Linked DNA regions of Mus musculus: region 2 is linked to region 1. Evidence: chromatin contacts called from public Hi-C data. All regions are on one chromosome and are shown on one strand. The core of a region is the stretch at or near the end of the contact, and the rest is flanking DNA. Distances in the headings are between cores, read along the strand shown.

Region 1 (5,137 bases), core at 1,952-4,451:
CTAGCACACAAGATTTAGGCAAGCAGATCTCGGTGAGGTAAGAGGCTAGCCAGGGTTATATAGCTCCCAGGCACAGGGCACACACTCATAGGCTCCCACCAGTAACTAGCTAGAGCAATTCATTGCCAGTGACCTTCCCAGGGGTCACAAGTATGTTCCCATGAGCACGCCCTAGGGTCTCCCCAAACCCTTCAGTAGCCTGTGCAAGGAAAGGCAGGTTGGACCATGGAGAGGATGTTGGGGCCCACCATGAAGAAAAGAGCTGACTTCAAGAAACTCGGCTGGTCCTCTTGCCAGTGCCTAAGGTCCAGACAGAGGCTTGAGAAGGAAAGAACTTCTAACATAGGGCTCCTTTCTTCTCCCTTCACATGTGCTCACTGACTGCACAGCCATGTGACTGTCAGTTACATAAAGATACACAAAGTCACACATACTGCTGGCACTGCCCGACCTGCCAAGAGCAAGGTTCTGAAAGAGCAGGCCCCACGCCTCCTGCATGCCTCAGCGGACGAGCCACGAGCTTGCTCTGGGAGAGGGAAAAAAGGTGGTGTGTCCAGCTGGAAGCCCGGAGGGCAAATGGGAAACATCGTGGCGACTGGCTTTCTTTCCCAAGCCAGAACCTACCAGGAGTGGGTGTCTGGCCAGGATGGAAGCCCTCACACGAGACACAGGCCACACAAACAGCAGCAGGTACATGCAGCCCCAACCCTGTCTCTAGCTCAGGTTTCAGTTGCTTAGAGACACCATTAGGCTGTTCTCTAAGGACAAGGCCACAGGGGCTGAGAAGGAAGAGGGAGCTGGGGGGCTATGCTGTGTCTGGAGGGGTGCCACTCCTTGGGACTGAGCCGTCTTCATGCAGGGCTCTCAGGGGCTGCATGTGCCACCAAGGTCGTCCCCACACTGCCAGGGCCTCCACACACATGCTTCTTTACATCACAGTCCTGAGCCGTACCTGCTACTAGCTTTTTAATTTCAGCTGTCCGTCCCATTGAGAGGCATATGGAAGAGAGGCACAATAGGAAACCATGAAAAGTCTCTTCTTCAGAAAGAAAAAAACAATCAAAGAATCAAACATGTTTAGGTGACAGATTACAGAAACTGGAACCAACAAATTTAGTCAGACTAAAACCAGAGACAAAAATAACAAGTGTGGGAAAGTTCCACAAATAAGTTGTGAGCTCCAACCAAGCAGAAGAAAGCTCTGGGTTCTACCTTCCAGGTCTGCACTGTCAGCCAGGAGCAGTGGCTGAGCAGCTGCTCAGGCCTGGCCTTCAGGGCTGAATGAGAAGCAAAGCCTCAGTCTTTTCAAACCCACTTCGGGGCACGAGTACCCTAGGCAGGCCCAGGTCAGACTTCAGCTGAGGGTTCACCAAAACCAACTAGGCAGGTGGTCACTAGAGGGCTCCTGGGCGGGCTAGCACTGCAGCCCCTGCACAAGAAACATCACAGGGAGACCATAAAGCCAAAACGGACACGAAACTTTAGAGGAACTCAGGGCACATCAGCCGTGGCAAACTTCAAGTGCTGGGGGACACGGGGCATGCTGCTGGCCACCAACACCACCCCAGCCCGACCTGAGCACAGGTCCATCTCAGGCACAGCCTTCAAATGAGTCTTCAAACCTGTGTACCAAGGCCTCCCTCCCAGCCTTTAAGCAAGAGTAGAGAAAATATTAACCTGCTTAAAGATGAAATCAAAATAGTAGTTAAAAGCCATGTGACCATTTGACACCTCTTTTAGGGGCACAAAAGGGGAGATTAAAAACAACCCTAGAGAGGTGAGAAATAGGGAGGGGTCACTGGAGGTGTTTCCTTAGCATAAAAACCAAGCAGCAGAAACTGTGGAGGCAGGAGGGACCCAGGAGCACCCACCCCACTCCAGCTCATTCTGGGGCTCCTCCCAAAGGGCCAGCCTCACCTTCCAGCTTGCTCCCCGCCTGGTCTCCACCCTGTTGCTCAGCCTCCTTCTTCTCCCTCTGCTCTGCAGCCTCCGGCCTTTGCACAGGGAGGCCCGCCTTCCCACCTGCACACAGGGAGACTCAGCTGCTTTGTTGGAAAGTCAGAGTTGGGCGTGGGGTGAGGGGCTGGCAGATGTTTCCTAAAATGACTCTATAGCTAGCCCCCCCCCCCTCCAGCACAGTTTATATCCAACCTAATGATTACCAGGGAAGTAATAAAGAAATATTTAACAATCTCAGCTGATGGCTGTGAGCCAATGGTGACTACCTGAGCCAATTAAAATGCGAGCGCCGTCCTAACCAGCTCTTAGACGGGTACTTAACAGTGTGTTACCTGTCAAGCGTTCCTGCACTGTCCCCCGTGTGCACCCCCAGAACAGCCTGGCACCTGACATTTAGTGGTCTGGCAACAACTGTGTGACAGATATTATGGAAGCTGTCAAGCTCCCAGGCTCTTCTTCACTCCACAAGCTGCTGAAGGGGCCGTGACATTCACATGCTAATCATGTGGAATGGGAGGGCTGGGGACTGAGAAGGACTAGCCCATTTCTGCTGCACCCACCAAGGGAGCTCCCCTTGGCGACTGACACTCACCAGCATCGCTCTCAGCAGCACTCTCCACGGGCTTCCACAGGGCGCCTCCAGCCTTCTGTGCAGGCTCCCTGCCGTCATCTGCTGCCAGAGCCTTCAGCTCCACAGAGTCCCTGGCCTGGGCAGCTGGCTGCGGATCCCTATTTCCTGGCCTGGAATCTTCCTTCCTGGGCTGCACAGGTGGCTGGCCATTTGCTTCTGGAACCTTCTGAGGATGTTCAGTTTCTCCTACTGCCAGGACTTGCCCGGGTCTCTTTCCTTCCCCTCCTCTCTCAGGTTCCTGCTTCTCCTTCTCTGACTCAGGCAGAGGTGGTGCCCCTTGACCCCTGCCTGCAGGGTCTCCTTCATCTGGGAGCCTGGGAGGTGGCTTTTTCTCCTCTGGCCCTTCTTGGTCCTGGCCTTCATCCACCACCACTTTATCATGAGGGATGGGAGGCTCATGGCGATGGGCCTCACCCATAGGGACAGCAATACCTGGAAGGGCATAAGGACAGGTGGAGGAGATGAGGCTGAAGTTCCTAGGAATTAGAACGGTCCTCTGGCTCTCAAGTGTGACATGACCATGACCATGACCTCAGGTCCTCTACAGCTATCTGAGGACTGCCAGGACACTAGAATGGTAATGTCACAAGAGGAACAGTAGAGGGCAGCTGTCTTGACCAAGGGGAAGGTGGAGCACAGGTCTAGGCTAAGTTAGACATGCGAGCCCTTCACAGGGTTGCTTAAGCCTTTCTCTGTCAAGGCAGCTGGTTGGGGCCGTTTATTTAGCACTCACCTTGGCCGGGGCGATCCAGCTGTGCGGCTTCCTGCTTCTCCTTGGGAGCTTCCCCGCCAGGCACATCTACAGGACCCTTGATCTGGGCCTGCTCCAGTACCTCTTTGTCCTCTGCTGGCTTTAGCTTCTCTTGGCTATCCTCAGCAACAACTACAACGGGATCCTGGACTGCAAGCAAAGCATAGTGAGCCACCAGAAACCAGTACAGGCTGGGCCAAATGGCAGAATGGAGGTTTCTTCCTGTTTAATCATGATTATCAGCTAAATGGCACAGAATCCTTCCTTTTCATTCATGATAAAAAAAACATCAAAATTCAATTTATACCTGTAGTCAGATGACATGCTGTGTAATACTTGTCCACAACCACCAGGTGGCAGCGTGAGCACACAGCCAGGCAATGTCCCTAGGGTCTTCCAGCAGGGACCAACTGCTTGCCCTGAGACCTAAACTGAAGGACTTTTAAGGATATGGTTGGGTGGGCCTGTCAACCTCTTGCTGTTGGTGGGGGAAACTCACACAAGGTGAGACGAAAGGAGAGGCTGGCAAAGTTGTCCACATGCCCACAAATGCATAGGGGTCCATGTTCCATCAGAAACCACAGCAGAGTATTGTGGCTCCAGAATTGGAGAAAACTAGCTTCACTGAAAAGACTGCTTTTGAGAGCTTGGGACCTAGCTGGGCTGGTAGCACACACAGGCCCTGGCCAGGGCTCAGTACCAGCATAACATAAACTAGGTATGGCATCATCATATGCTTTGGAGGGGGATGTGGGAACCTTATAGATTCTAGGTCATCCCCGGGCTAGTTTCAGGCTAGCCTGGGCTACGTGAAATCCTATCTCAAAAAAACAAAAAAACCATGTTCAAGTGCTGGGCAATCATAAGAGGATCTGAAGAGCTATGCAGATGAAAAACCACCTTAGAAAACAGAATGTGAAGACGGCCATGTGGTTCTGAGCACTGACTGCTTGTGCAAAGGGCCTGGTGTGGTCCCTAGTACCCACACCGGGGTTCAGACCATCCCTAACTCCACTTCTCGTTGGTCTGATGCATCTTCTAAGCTTTTCAGGCAGCAGGCATACACATGGTATACAAACACACACATACGAGAAAAAAAGTTAAGGTTTGTTTGTTTGTTTGGGGTTTTTGTTTTGTTTTGTTTTTAATGGCTGTCCAGGAGCTCAAAGATCCACCTGCCTCTGCCTCTGCTGGGATTAAAGGCGTGCACCACCATCACCCAGCTAAGAAGAAAAACCTTTTAAAACAACAGCAAAGGCCAGTCTACTCTGAGTGGTGTCCCACTCATGTTCAGGTGAGGCGGCGGCCTGCTGTTCACTGTCTGGAGCCCTGGGGCAGGCTCCGCATGGCAGCTAAGCATTTGGCTCAGTGACCACGCAGGTATGGGGTTGCCCTGATGCTCTTCTGAGAGGCCTCTCAGGATTGCCAAGCCTGTCTGTGTTCTAAGATAGGAAGTAGCCTGTCAGGCAGAAGCTGTGAGCCTGTGAAGGTTTTCTAGGCCCTACTACCAGCAGTGAGCTCCAGGAATTCATGGCTGCTGGCCAGCACTGGACATGGGCTCTCCAAGACAGAAACAGACCTTTCATCAGGAATGCATGTTGACAATGCCCTCAGCCACAACCAAACATAAACTTCCAGAGCTGGCAGCTCTCACCCTGCACAGCCCCTCCCATTTGTTTCCAATTTCAAGGCAATCACAGGGTGGAAACAGAAAACAGTGTGGTGGTGAGGTTCACCTGCCTTACTGGCCAACTGACAACCAAGAAGTGAAGGCTTGGCCTGGTATGGCCCCAAGG
Region 2 (5,137 bases), core at 1,307-3,806, 250 kb after region 1:
CTTGTGTGTAGCTAGGCTATGACCTGTACCCTGGATAGGGGATTCTCTAGGCAGTGCACAACCTGACTGTTGTGCCAGCATCCAGAAGCGAGTGTGAGGCTTGTGTCTAGAGCAGCATCCTCAGAGGCTGGGGTGGGTCACCAGGTGACCACAACAGCTTACTCTTGCCTCTCTCTCCGCGAACCTTCACACAGACCTGTCAACAGTATTACGACTTTCCACAGAGCTGCAGTGTGTTACACAGGAACGAGATCCAACACCGGTTCAGACAGAGAGGAAGTCTCTATTCTGCAGTAGAACTCTGGTGGGATCTGGAAGGGAAAGACCCTTAGTGGGCAGTGCACCACAGTTTGGAGACTGCAGTGGAGGTCTGTATGGAGAGACCCAGGAAAGCTGCCTCCTGCCAAGGCAGACCCTGGAGCCCAGCAGGCCCTCCTATCACAAATGCCAATGCCAATGGCCCTGCTCCACCTGGGGCTCTTGTGGGGAAGTGTCCCAAAACTGAGTAGCCATTGACACTTCTGGCTCTATTTCCAACAGCCTGTCCAGAGCCAGGACACTTAGCGCCTGGCGGCCAGGCCTCCTCCCGCCAGGCACCTGATGCCGGTGAACCCTGCCAGCACCAGTCAGGCTAATGAAGCCATTATGCCAATCAGAAGGACTAGACTCTCAGGGCTCTTAAGCAGTCTGGCTAGGTGGGGTTAGGGTACCGTGGGCATAGCTGACCCTCAGGCCTCTCCCCTCACAGACCCACCTAATCAGACCCTCGGGACCTGATGGGAGGCTGCTCCAAGCTTGGAACACTTGGAACACAGTACGGACACCACCCTGGCAACTGGGGCTTTTGAAACTCTGGCAACCGGTGCTTTTGCACGGACATCATGCCCCACCTACTGAGCTGATCTCTAAGGCAGCACTTGACACACAGTCTGACTGCACTTTCTGACAGTGTCTCATACATGTGCGTGGGTCACAGGGGTAGATAAAGCTGGCCTGCAGGGAGGGCTGACAGCAATAGGGTTAGCACGAGACAATCTGTCACGGATCCTACCCTGAGCCCTCTATTGGGCACGGTTCCTCTTACTTCCTCAGGGTCTTCAGAGGCTTTGATCAACCTACCTCACCCTCTGCATCCTCCCTTAATATAGACCTCTGTGTCGGTTTGGCCATGGCCACTTGAGGGCTGACAGGCGCGGAATGAGGAAAGGATGACTGGGGTCACAGCTGGAAGCATTCCACATCCTCCTGTTACTGTCCCTCAGGAAGGCCCTCCCGCGTGGTCACACAGTTATGAGGAAGAAGACGCCAGTTCTGGCTCAGGCCCAGGATGGACAGCTCTGGTTTCCTGCTTGGCTCTGGTCCCCTGAGGCAGGTGCAGGGTAAGAACTGAGCAGGACTACTGACGCTCCCTACGATGCCTGTCAGACTCAGGATGGACAGGGTACAGCCAGTGGTCCCAGGGATAAGAGGTCAGGGGTCAGGTGCGGCCAGCTTCCAGCATCTCCTAAGCTGCACCACCCAGCTCCCTCTTGGATTTTATGGGAGTGCTTTTAGAAGCACGGGGAAGACTGTGCCCCACACAGCCCCCCTATATTCAAGTCTGTAAAAGCCACAGGCCAAGCCCATAACCCTGTGATCTGGGCAGCAGTAATCAGGTCTCCAATTCCGTCAAAGGCAGTTGAAGCTAGACCACCCTGAGCTCCCTGCACAGAAGGGAAGAGCATCATGCCCTGAGCGAGAGTCAGCAGGGAACATAGGATCCCTGGCATACCCTGCTACACAGGTGTGTCCCTGCACATGTAGTCCTGGATGTGAGCATCACATGGTTGCCTAGCATACCATATGAGGCTGCTCTTTCCAAACCAAGTGGACGAGGCACACCAGGGTATCTGTCTCAGCATTGTCATCCCTGCTGAGGGTCAAGGTGTCCCAGCTTATGTGTGCCACTTAGGTCCTCCCTGCCGCCTCCCCAGCCCATGACTCAGGGGCAGACACAGGACAGTGTCAAGCTCAGGGCCACACACAAGGATAGGAACTGTGTGGCCAGGGGGATAGGACAGGCTGCTGCTGCATGCTACAGGGGGCCGTATTGCTCCTGGCAGCAGGAATCAGAGATGCAGTAACTGGATCCTGAAGAGGATCTGGCGGGCCACTGAGGGTGGAGGGCTGCGATCAGGTTGCCAGTCTGCTGTGAGTTTTCCACTGGGCTGCCTTTTCTACCTTGGAAAAGAGCTGGGCTGGAAGCAGGGTCTCAGGTGGGGACTGGGAAGCCCTGAAGCAATTGGCAGTAAGAAGAGAGACTAAGAACCGTGGAATCTACAGTTTATAGGGCATAGGACCCAGGCAGCCATGGGTGAGGACAAGGAGGTGGTCAGCCTCGCTTTTGTCCTGCTGGACATTGACTCTGGACTTGGTGCATCCAGGAGCCACTGAAATCCAAGCTGGGGCTAAGGCAAGTTGGCTACTGCTTCTAAGCCGGTGCACTTCTGATCCGCCCCTCTCACCCGCCCTCGGCTGCCCGCTGGCCATGTAAGATCTGCCTGGGTGGCCGAGGCCACAAGACAGAGGGAGGCAGCATTGGAGCAGGTAGCGTCCATGTCGCTGGCTAGGCTTGGGAGCCAAGGGTCAGATAAACAGATCTGGGCCTCAGGGGGGGCTACAGGCCCCCTGAACAGAACACTTAGAGAGAGTTCCTTCCCAGGCCCCTGAAGCAACGTGGCTAGCCTCAAAGATGCCAACCAACGGTCTGCACCAGGTGCTGAAGATCCAGTTTGGCCTTGTTAACGATGCCGACCGCTACCTGACTGCAGAGAGCTTTGGCTTCAAGGTCAACGCCTCCGCAGCCAGCCTCAAGAGGAAGCAGATCTGGGTCCTGGAGCCTGACCCGGGGCAGGGCACTGCCGTGCTGTTCCGAAGCAGTCACCTAGGCCGCTACCTGTCAGCAGAAGAAGATGGACGTGTGGCCTGTGAGATGGATCAGCCGGGCCGTGACTGCCGCTTCCTGGTCTTGCCGCAGCCTGATGGGCGCTGGGTGCTGCAGTCAGAGCCACACGGCCGCTTCTTCGGTGGCATTGAGGACCGACTGTCCTGCTTTGCCACGGCCATTTCCCCGGCAGAGCTGTGGACTGTGCACCTGGCCATCCACCCACAGGCTCATTTGCTGAGTGTGAGCCGTCGGCGCTACGTGCACCTGTGCCTTCAGGAAGATGAGATGGCAGCAGACGGTGACATGCCATGGGGTGTGGACGCACTAGTCACCCTCATTTTCCAGAGCAGGCGGTACTGCCTCAAGTCTTATGACAGCCGCTACCTTCGCAGCGATGGCCGCCTTGTCTGGGAACCTGAAGCCCATGCCTGCTACACGCTGGAGTTCAAGGCAGGCAAGCTGGCCTTCAAGGACTGTGACGGCCGGTACCTGGCACCTGTGGGGCCTGCTGGCACACTCAAGGCTGGTCGCAACACGAGGCCCAGCAAGGATGAACTCTTCGACCTGGAGCAAAGTCACCCACAGGTGGTGCTGGTAGCTGCCAACCGGCGCTACATCTCTGTGAGGCAAGGTAGGGTAGGGCAGCTGATATTGTGTAGTGTGTGCACGTATGCAGAGACCTGCCACATGCTGGGGTGGAGGGCGCTATTTACTGGAGATGGGTGTCTCTACACACAGTGTAAGTGGGGCTGCTGGCTTCAGGAGTCCTCGTCACTCTCCAGACATCTGGAGAGTATCAGCCAAATGTGGTGCCTGCTAGACTGCAGCTGCCTCGAAGATTGGAGAGGTGTAGCAGCGTAGCGAGGCAGAATCTGGGGGCAATAGGAGGGTGGGAAGCAGGCTGGGGACTGATACACCTTTGCTCTCATACCACCCACTTTCTCATCTTTGGGGGAGATGAGGGACAAGGGCAGGGCAAAGTGCTTGACCATTGGGAACCTTGTGGGACCCCCCCGCCCAAGAATGAGACTTTACTGTTATCCTCAGTGTTAGACATGGCTAACCCAACCTTACTTAGGTCCTGTGTTTCTAAGGGGAGGGTGCCATGTCTACCCGTGGGGTGTGTCTTGGTTTTCGTCGTTTCCTGGCCACTGGTCACTTGTGTGACACCTGAGCAGTCTGAGGTAAACACAGTGTTCCTACTGCTCTATAAAGAAGCCAAGAGTCTGGCCCAGGCCAGAAGGAACAGTTGCTTCCATCTTGGGCTCTGTGCTCATGCACCCCAGGGTGCCCAGATATACCTTGGCCTGAGTGCTCTGAGCTCACTCAAATGGAGAGGCGAGACAGGAAAGGTTCCTCCTTACTCTCTTCGACCCCCTTACACCAGCACTTGCCAGAAAAAGGGCATCTCCCATGTGCCTGTCGTGACCCTGCCCACTGCTATAGTAGCACATAGATGTCCAGTGTCCTTGGGCATCTTATGTCCTATCCAGATGGCCAGGGATACCCACTTGGGAGGCTAGGCTGCCCAGAAGAACCTGCAACTGCAGGCATGGTCTTTAGGTCAGTCTGAGGCAATAACAGGCACTAGAGTTACCATCCCTGTCGTCCAGCCACACTGCCTGGCCTGGGAAAGGTCAAAATGTTCGCAGACCTCAGTTAAGCAAGCTAGCTGGAGCAGTGTAATGGAGTGCTTCCTGGAGAAGAGGGGGTGGAGGGTGCCAGACACGGATTGTAACAAATGGCCTGTAACAGACTCATGAAGGGAGGTGGTGACAGAAGTGTCTATACTGGTGGCCATGCTATGTGGCTTGGCAGGGAGGTTAATGATGTTGGGTGAAAACGGTGGAGGTGGTGAAGATGGTGATGGAGAGGGGGGTGAAGAAGAGGTGGTGACGGAGGCTTGGGGATTGGTGGGATGTGGGCTTAGGATGTCACTCAGTGGTAAGCACTTGCCTAGTGCATATAACACCGAGTTCCATTCCCAACACAGAAAAAAAAAAAAAGATGGTGGATCTGAGAGTCATGGAGCTGGGTAGGATAGTAGATTGCTTCCCAGCCTTTAAAAACACGGTGTGTATGTGTGTGGGGGGGAAGGGTACAGGCACATGAGTACAGGTGCCTGCAGAAGCTAGAAGAGGACATTGGCTCCTCTGGAGCCTGCCTGGTAAGGGTGCTGGGAACAAAACTCAGGTCCTCTGCAAGAACAGT

What was found. Hi-C and Micro-C count contacts between places; a contact is called where the count stands out from the background.
Region 2: a contact with region 1 is called in a Hi-C map of cerebellum, with 2.6 times the contacts expected there. The contact joins the promoter of Fscn2 here to the enhancer-like site in region 1. A contact is called at or near these places in 17 of 39 promoter capture datasets (the 3T3-L1 cell line, 3T3-L1-derived adipocytes, the C10 cell line and 11 more), 1 of 15 datasets of contacts at CTCF or cohesin (pro-B cells), 27 of 484 Hi-C or Micro-C datasets (CD4 T cells, CD8 T cells, the G1E-ER4 cell line and 20 more), 16 of 115 datasets of contacts at active chromatin or transcription factors (the NIH/3T3 cell line, bone marrow-derived dendritic cells, bone marrow-derived macrophages and 13 more) and 4 of 9 other capture datasets (adipose tissue, embryonic stem cells, liver and 1 more).

The regions. Positions count from the first base shown.
Region 1 is chr11:120,107,515-120,112,651 of GRCm38.p6, forward strand. It overlaps Slc38a10 (solute carrier family 38, member 10), which reads right to left. Exons shown (of 17, transcript NM_024249.5): 12 at 3,324-3,491; 13 at 2,552-3,022; 14 at 1,918-2,022; 15 at 953-976. Among named protein-coding and RNA genes, the nearest start is that of Ndufaf8, 11 kb to the left of the region's middle. Within about 2 kb of position 3,202, at least 14 of the 459 cell types and tissues checked have an H3K27ac peak or open chromatin away from gene starts, as enhancers often do. A contact at or near this core is called in cerebellum, where this site is marked.
Region 2 is chr11:120,358,978-120,364,114 of GRCm38.p6, forward strand. It overlaps Fscn2 (fascin actin-bundling protein 2), which reads left to right and starts at 2,557. Exons shown (of 5, transcript NM_172802.4): 1 at 2,557-3,557. The coding sequence starts at 2,732.